Linked DNA regions of Zea mays: region 1 is linked to region 2. A link is a contact called in public Hi-C data. All regions are on one chromosome and are shown on one strand. The core of a region is the stretch at or near the end of the contact, and the rest is flanking DNA. Distances in the headings are between cores, read along the strand shown.

Evidence for each region. Hi-C and Micro-C count contacts between places; a contact is called where the count stands out from the background.
Region 1: a contact with region 2 is called in a Hi-C map of bundle sheath, with 3 times the contacts expected there. The contact joins the promoter of LOC100501773 here to the promoter of LOC100217297 in region 2. A contact is called at or near these places in 4 of 25 Hi-C or Micro-C datasets (bundle sheath, ear and leaf).

The regions. Positions count from the first base shown.
Region 1 is chr10:5,665,643-5,669,969 of Zm-B73-REFERENCE-NAM-5.0, forward strand. It overlaps LOC100501773 (B3 domain-containing protein), which reads left to right and starts at 2,461. Exons shown (of 3, transcript NM_001196435.1): 1 at 2,461-3,243; 2 at 3,399-3,597; 3 at 3,835-4,327. The coding sequence starts at 2,604. The coding sequence ends at 3,847.
Region 2 is chr10:5,350,442-5,355,290 of Zm-B73-REFERENCE-NAM-5.0, forward strand. It overlaps LOC100217297, which reads right to left and starts at 3,075. Exons shown (of 3, transcript NM_001143645.1): 1 at 2,066-3,075; 2 at 596-763; 3 at 1-503. The coding sequence starts at 3,064. The coding sequence ends at 174.

The sequences.
Region 1 (4,327 bases), core at 1,211-3,710, 310 kb after region 2:
CCCCCAGCGACAGCCGACAGCAAGCGAGGCAGCGCCGGAGCGGCAGCAGCAGCGCAGGGCCATGGGGGAAGCCGACGACGACGCCGAGTCGACGACGCAGCGGTAGACGTACGTACAGGTAATGCCAAGGCCACGTGTAACAAAACCCCACGCGCAGTTCCTGTCCTTTCCCCCCTCGACCCCCCTTCCTGCCACTACTAGTCAGTAGTACGCGGTGTCGTCTGATTATCAAGCAAGTGACCACCAGCTGTTGTTGTTCTTCATTGTTTGTGTGTGTGTTATATATAAGCACGCATTAGCGCGGGAACGAACAATGCAGCATGCATGCATCTACCTAACCTACTAGTACTACTACCCCGAGGGTATACCTGTCTCCGAAGAAGCAAGCAAGGCGACAGACACCACACCGCCGGCGATTTCATACGTCCCCATTCCAAAAAAAAAAAAAACAGGTTTACGGAATCTGATGATACAGATCTGGCATTGTTAAATGGCAGGACGACAGGTCATCTGCCGCCCGATCTTCCGGCAACAGGAGGTGCCCTCCCAAATGCCTGGTTGTGCCTGATAAATTACAACCGCTAATTGTATAGTATACAGTCTTGCAATGCCAATTAATTGCCAAACACAGACAGGAGAGGAGGAGGAGGACGGGGCAGGCAAGCACAGTCGCTTTGCCCCCACGCAAAAGCCTCGATGGACAGACACAGACACCAATACCATGGTGAAGGCTCCCACAGCAGCGCGTGCAGCTAGCGTCCGTACCAGGGGCAGGCTCAGGTTCGTCGTCCTGCACTGCACCCATGGTTTCAATGCGAATAATGCAGCAGCAATTGCCATAGTCAGCCACAGCTAGCCACAGGGCCTTCAATTCAATATATGGGACTGGCCGAGCCCTTGATGGTGTTGAATCTGAGACCAAAAAAAAAAAAAAAAAGTGGCTGGTTCCAGTACATGCTTGTTGGGATGTTAACTTTTTCGGCCTTATATTATTCGGTTGTGAATAAATAACATTTAGAATTTGCTATATAAATTTTCTATTCTTGTTTTTTAAACGTTGAGCCTATTTAAAAAGTAAACCTCAAACTCGTTTTATACACTTTTTAAATAATTGATATAAAATCTGGATACAGTTTTTTCCCATCTTTTTTTTTTGTTGTTGTAGGGGGAGGGGGGATATTGTGTACACACAAAAAATTAAATACAATTTTATTCTTGTATTTTACAATATTCCTTAATAGCATGACTTAGAAAATAGCTTCGAAATCCATATATACACATATGTTAAAATAGTAGATTTGTTTTTGTAAGTGGGGATATGGTACTAGGGAGGGAGGTGGGAGGAGGGGGGAGGAGCGCTGGAGCAAGCTGAGAGGAGGGAATGCAGTGCAGAGACAGCCCAAATGTGACGTCTACTTGCTTCCCTCAGAGGACAAAAGCCACCCCACACTCGTACTCCACAGTTCACAATACGGTCCTCAACAGTTAGAGACTAGAGAGAGGAAGTGCTGTGCTGCTGTGCTGGGATGAACTGAACTGCTGTGCATGCTGCCTGGCAATCCGTACGTGGTAGTAGAGGCAGCAGCACAGCAGACAGGCCAGCAAAAATCTGTCAATTCCACCCCCATCTCGTCAGGTTAATCCACCACCCAGGACAGGACAAAAGAGACAGGGGGCCGTATGGGAAATTGGAGACGGGGGGTGTCCCGTACTCCTGCAGGACTCAGCTTTTCTCTTGCACCTTCCCAAAGCCAAATGGAAAACCGACTGGCCTAAAAAAACCACACTAGGCCTCCAACTCTATCTATAGTCTACCTCCTGTAAATCTCCTCCAATTATATTGCCGGATTACCAAATCAGCTCAGAGAGGAGGGAGAGCTCACCGGGACAGTGGCCGTGCATGCGGATGCATAGCATAGCATAGGCCACCCCCCAACCACTCCTCGCACATGGAAAGGGCATGCTAGGGCGGTCTTGCCGTGTCCCCCCGGTCCTGGATGGGTGTGATTAGGCCACGATGGCCACCAGGCGCCAACTTTTTAATAAGTGGCCATTCTAACACTGGGGGCTGGCTGCTACATATTCTTTCATCACCCCCCCGATCCTTCACTTTGATTCTTCCTGTCTACCTAGGTTAAAATAATGTACTAGTAGCTGTACTCTCCTCCCTCCACCTCTCTCTCTCTCTCTCCTCGAGATCAAATGCACCTGCACCAAAGACCTCCCTGGGCAGCAAGAAAGTCTCCTGCTCATCATGCATGCATGTACATGACCTTCCTACTCCTAGTCTCCTAGCTACCATGGAAATATATAATTGTACACCAATGGTACAGTACATGTACAGGCAGGCCTCACTGACGACCATCTAGAGTCTCTACTGCTAGTGCTACTGCTAGTCTGCTACTTGGGAGGCTGGCTATAAATGGCTGGCCATGACATATGCAATGCATGCCTCCCTCAGCTCCCTCTACACAGCAAACGGCACACCACTCACCTCGCTGCCGATCTTTCTTCCCTTCCCTTCCTTCCACCTCGGCTAGCTAGCTAGTTATTACCTTAGCATCCCACCACATCACACCAAGGTCACGCGGCGGCCGGCAAGAATGGCGACGCACCACCTGGCCCAGGGCCACCCGCAGGCGTGGCCGTGGGGGATGGCCATGTACACCAACCTGCACTACCACCACCACCAGCAGCAGCAGTACTACGAGAGGGAGCACCTGTTCGAGAAGCCACTCACGCCGAGCGACGTGGGCAAGCTAAACCGCCTGGTGATCCCCAAGCAGCACGCGGAGAGGCACTTCCCCCTCGGCGGCGGCGACGGGAACGGGAACGAGAAGGGCCTGCTGCTGGAATTCGACGACGAGGCCGGCAGGCCGTGGCGGTTCCGCTACTCGTACTGGGTCAGCAGCCAGAGCTACGTGCTCACCAAGGGCTGGAGCCGCTACGTCAAGGAGAAGCGCCTCGACGCCGGCGACGTCGTGCGCTTCGACCGGGTGCGCGGCGCCGGCGTCGGCGCCGCCGACCGTCTCTTCATCTGCTGCAGGCGCCGCGGCGAGAGCGCGGCGGCGGCGTCGGCGGCGGCGACTCCGACGCCGCCGCCCGTGGCGCCCGCGCTTAACGCCGGCGAGCAGCAGCAGCAGCAGCCGTGGAGCCCCACCGTGTGCTACAGCACGTCGGGGTCGTCGTACCCGCCCAGCCCGGCTAGCCCCTACGCCTACCACATCGACACGCCACACGCAGGTACCGTACTACTAGCGTCCAGGAACAGAACACCTCTCTTTCTCTCTCTCTATCTCTTTACGAGAGATTGACGTGACGCTAGCGCAGAGCAGAGACTATGAATGTCGTCAGCTGACGCCGTTTCCGGTTGTTGACATGATTGATGATGGCTGCAGGCGCAGGCGAGGCGGACGCCAAGAGCAGCGGCGGCACGCCTACTACAGGTACAGCGCCGACGAGGAAGCTCCGGCTGTTCGGCGTCAACCTCGACTGCGGCCCGGAGCCGGAGACGGAGACGCCGACGGCGCCAATGTACGGCTACGGATACGTGCACCAGAGTCCCTACGCAGCAGTGCCCGCAGTTCCCAGCTACTGGTAATAAGCAAGCACGGTCGGAAGGAACATCACCGAGATCATTCGGTCGCATTATACGTACTGTACTACTGCTAGCTGAAGCTGATAGAGCTAATTAAAATGGACAAGCATATAAGCAAAGCGTCAGTTTCTCTTTTTTTTAATGTTTGCTCAACTTGTATAGGAAATTAGGAATGAATAGGATAGGAGTAATTGTGAACGAGGACTTAGTTATGTTTTGTTTTCATTTGTCAACAGGGGCAGTTCATGAGACAGACGGACGGAGGAGATGAGAGAGAGAGAGAGAGAGAGAGAGAGAGAGAGGAAGGGGGAGGGGAGGAAGGAGATCTGAAGCAATGTTCTTGAGAAGCCTGAAGCCTAAAGAACCAACAACCAGCGACGAAAGAAGAAACTTAGCTACCACTACTACTACTGTTCTCTCTTCTCTGTCTGTAGTACTGAGCCACCACAGGTCTGGTGGAATTGACCGGCGGGATGGAAAGAAAGGGGGAGCGAAAGAGATCGCTTGTTTCCCGGGCAATCTTCTCCTCCTCCCGGCACCGCAGACTGGGCCACCCCCTCCCTTTTTCTCCTTCCTTCCGCAAACAAACCAACCCTACGTGCCGGACCGGGGGGGCCCCCTCTTGCAAGCCAGCAGGTAGCAGTAGCTAGAAGGTTTCAGGAAACATCAGGTTGAATGAAAAGGAGTGGGGTGGCTACTAGCTAGCTAGCTAGCTAGGTAGAGATCGAG
Region 2 (4,849 bases), core at 1,825-4,324:
GTGCAAATTTAAACTTCCAATCCATCCCCACAAGCAACTTAAACGGTGCCTAGCATGTGGTGTCTACATCTTAGAGCAAGCCAGAGTCAATGAGAGGCATAGATAGAACAGGAGTCGAACAAAAGCTGCAGTGCAGGATCTGCATGTGAGCAATGGATCAGCGACCTCGCCCCTCAGAACCATGGGAACCGATGGACAGGAGTCAACTCCAGCAGCACGTCCGCGGAAGCCCTCGGCCAGACACGGAGCTCCCTCCGGGCCGCCTCGAGCTTGGCTGCATGCTCCGGCCTGACCTGCGAGTGGTGGTACACGATGCTCATCCTCTTGAGGACCCTCGCGTTCATCACCAGGAACTTGCAGATGCCCTCGCAAGGGTGGCCTTCCAGGAGCGAGTCGGTGTAGAAGGTGACGCTCGCCAGGTGGTACAGAAACCCGTCCGCGGTTATCTTCTTCTCCCAGAACTCCGCAGCCAAGGGCACGGGGCTCCCCGGGTGCCGGAGCTCCTGATAACACAACACCAATGGTGAGCTGTTTTACGAGCGGTTAACAGGAAACAGGACAGAATGGAAGGCATCAGCTGTATAGGAAGACTCACAATGATTCTGAGATCCTTGAGGTTGGGAGAGCTGTTCAGCAAGCATGAGACTAGAGTAGCAAGAACTGCATGGTTGTGGTCCAGAGTAAGGCTGAGTGATTTCAAGCCATGCAGGTACTTTTTCTTGGGCAAACTCGTCAACGTTGAAGCCTTGACCATGTCCAAAACCTGATCAAAACAGAAACTGATGAAAGTTTGCACCTTCTGTAAACTACTTTGTATCGAAAAGGATCGTTTAAATAGGGTCTCCAGTGACTATATGCTTTGTTGCAGTACTCGGTTCTTGTCATGTGAGCTGAATCAAGTGTTGATCCTAGAACAGATCGACTAGCCTAAACATTGGACATTGCTAGGATTATTACAAACTGCGAAGAAGAAAAAAATCAAACCTCGAAGTTTATTATATGAGAGTAGAAACAGCAAAGACAGACGCACTGTATGTATTGTGGTGTCGTTTGGCTCACATATTGGTAACGTAATGGATAACCGATAACATTAAATCATGTTTGTTTAAGTCCAACCGTAATCGGATACCACACTAGAAATGGATACTGGCCTATTCAAATTTGTTACCGCCGATACTCAAGTCAAGTGTGAATCGTTACCATTTATATTACATTTCGTGAACCAAACGACACCTATATTCTACATGATACCAGCCAAATATGGGGCATGCGTGAATTATGCTGAGGAATGATTAAATAAATACCAATGATCAAGTAATCTTATTACAATCAACATACGCTGACCGACCTGGTGGGATGCTAGACTCACCAACACAGGTAACACCACGTTCTTCGTAGTAGGAAACTAGGAATGATCACAAGCAACAACAAACAAGTCCAAGCCAATGGCTTGCAACAGGAAGTGCTTCAACATACGTCTTATACCAAAAAAGGGGATCTTAAGTAAATTATTCTGAATTATCATATTAAAAAACATATGTCTCCCATATAATTCTCAAATATATATACCTATGTGTGTGTGAGAGAAAAGATTAGGTTTTCTTAGATAGCAGCCTGCCCTTGATCAACTAAAAGATTTTCGTTGTATTGAGCCATTGATGAGCAAGTAACAATTACAACAATTCAGGGCTCGCATCTGGTACTAGTACTAGTAGATATGTCATCTCTTCCACACCAGTATATAGATTGTAAGTGTATGTTATTCCAACATTAACTAGTAGCATCCTTGAGCTATCCACAATAGTTTTGTGGTGAGATGGAACAAGCTTGAACTGTGCCAATACTAGTGAAGGATGCATGATAGTAGCACACATTAAAATGAGGTGTGATATGCTGTCATTGCAGAAAAAAAGGAGGAATTATGACAAGCAATAGAGTACGGTAAAAGACTTGATCTTTTTGTCTCATCATCGAAGCTGCGATTTATGTAAGTAACAAAATCTTTCAGCTTGCAGTAGCATTTAAAAGAGCCAAAAAGATGCACTCTGAGCCAAAACAAACTAACCTCGGAGTATTCAGTCGATAAGTGCAACTGGAGCGTCTTGGTGCAGCTGAGTGCAGTGAGGAATGTTTCCATGTTCTTGATCTCATCCGTCTGCCTGTGCTCCCTCTCGGCCATCTTCTTATAATCAAGCATCTCCTCTATTTCATGAACGGAGTACTCTCTTTTGGTGTCCTTGGTGTCATGGAGGCTCCAATAATGCTCAGGGTAGCCGTAGGAAAGGCTCAGCCTCACCATGTTCAGTGGCTGTGCCTTCGCCTTCTTCAGGGAGATGCAGAGCGGGCGATACGAGTAGATGTCTAGCCTCTTGAGGCATGGCGCGCGTATGACGATGTTTCGCGCCATGTGGATGCCGTGGATCTCCAGACGTTCTATCGCCGTGCACCGGCAGACGATGAGACGGATGTCGCTGTCCCTGGCGACCACGTTGCGGAGGCGGAGCGTCTGCAGGGCGCGCAGGGTCACCGCAGCGGCCCTGATCGGCACCTGGAGCCGGCAATTGTAGAGGTCCAGCGAGGTGAGCGTCTTGCAGGTGTAGACAGCGTCGGGCAGCGCGTAGCACTCTTTGTAGTCGGTGTTGGCGATGCTGAGCTCCAGGAGCCCGCCGCTGCCGCAGACCTCGCGGAAGACCCAGCCGAACCACTCGCCGTACACGCACATGAATCCGCAGTCGACCTCGAAAGCCACGACCGGCGCGGCGCGGCGGTCGAGGACGCAGCGGAGGGCGCGAAGCCAGCGCGGCGGGTCCTCGCAGCGGTCCTCGTCGGGGAAGCCGCGGCGGTTGAATGTGGCGGGGCGGAGGACCAGGCGCGGGAGCGTGGCGAAGACGCGGGGCCAGCGGCGGGAGAGCACGGCCGTGGCCGCCGCGTCGCGGAGCGGCAGGCGCACGAGGATGGCGTGGAGGGTGGCGTCGTCGAGCGCGCCGAGCCGGTCCTCCGCGCCGGCCTGCGGAGGCGAGCGCCTCGCCCTCTTCGCCATCGGCGGCGTGCATTCCTGGTCCATCGGAGGGGCGGAGTCCGGAGGGGAGGAATGAGAGGAAAGAGAGGGGGAACGGAGATTTTGCTGCTGCTGATGGCAGGCGTGCTTCCTTTTCCCGCCAGATTTTGCAATGCGCGCCCTTTTTCCGATCCATTTTTTGGAGAGGAGGAAAATGTGGAGAGCTCCGGTCGAAAAGCCACGTAGGCGGCAGGCAGGTCCGGTGGATCGGTGCACGCAGGCGTACGGGCGAGGGCGCAGCGCCGCGCCCGCGGGTCGAGGCCTCGAGGGTCACAGCGAGCCAGCGACGGGGGCGAGTTCGGGGAGTCGCGGCGGCGGCGGCGGCTGCCTGGGCCCTGGGTCATGGGCCGAAATTCAGGAGTGGGCTGAGCATCCGATCAGGTGATTTACTTATTGGGCTTCGACCACCCAAGAACTCTTCAGATGGATGAAGGGGTCCAAGACTGACCTTTTTGAGAAAAAAAAAGAACTCTTCAGATGATGAAGTGCAAGCACGATGGAGATGGTTCCTCCGCCGGTGTCCAACTGTCCAAGGAATTGAAGCAGCAGCAGGCCAGGGTCGTGAGCTCTTTGAGCCTGTAGTGCGCAGGGCAGCTGAGCAGGAGCGTGCCCACAGCTGCGGGAGGGGGAGGGGGGCAAGACGGCAAGTGGTGGGTATAGCCGTATAGGTGTACATTTGGGAGGCCTAATGGGTCGGCTCGAAGAACGGCTCAGATACGGCAAGGTCCGAAATATTTTAGTGTCGGACCGGTACGGCCCGATATATCGAGCCGGGTTTTGGTCGAGGTCACGGTCTATGGGTGAGCACGAGCACAGCCCGTTTAAAGCAGGCATGAAATGACACATATAAAGACACAAAAAAGATCATATCTCTACTATACTTAAAGCACCAGTTTCAACGGTCGTCGTGCGTCATATTTTTACGGAAACATCCTTCAATTTTTCCTACTATTAACCCGCCGTCCTCTCCGCGTATATATCGGGAGCCACAACCCAACCCTACGTGCAGTCGCCGCCGCTTGCAACAAACGTCTCCGCGCCAGCCGCCCGCTTCAATAGCTACGCGTCACTATCAACCACGCTGCGCAGGTACCCCCAGCCGCGTCGTGTCACCGTGTGGATGAATATGCACCCCTTCCCTCGCAGCCTCATGCAACAGATCCGCGCCCGATGCGTCGTGTGGACCAAACTGCTCTGTGCCAGCCGACCCTGATAAAAGCACTGCACCTTTCGCATTGGGACGTCCTGCCTCCAACTCGCCAGCAGCCGCCGTCGTGTCCCATGCGCAACCCACCGCCTCGCTTCGCCTAGCCGTCCCAGGTTCCGCCGCAACTCAATCCTTCCACGCGCCATGCGATGGTGACCGACTAGCTGCACGTGCATGAGGCCGCCGACGGCGGCACCACGAACCACGGGAACCACCGACTACCGACCCACTTGCTACCGCCTCTCCCTGTGGAGGTGGTGTCGATGTACCCGCCGTTGGGGTCGGAGGACGACGAGATTTGCGTGTGGACCCAGATTAAGGCGGAGGCCCGCCCCTCCACCCATCGCCACTGCGCCAAACTTCTCGTCGCGCGCTGACGAGGGGAGGCCACGCCGGGGCTCGCCTATGCGGCAGGCTTGGCGCTATAGGGTATGTGGATGTTGTACCGACGCGCCATCACGCAAGGTTATGCACTCCACACCGCCAGTCACGTCGACTACACCATTAAGTGTCGCACGATGATGATTACCACCGCATGTGGTCTGTTGCCACACTGCAGTTCTATGGACACCTCGTGCTGCTTG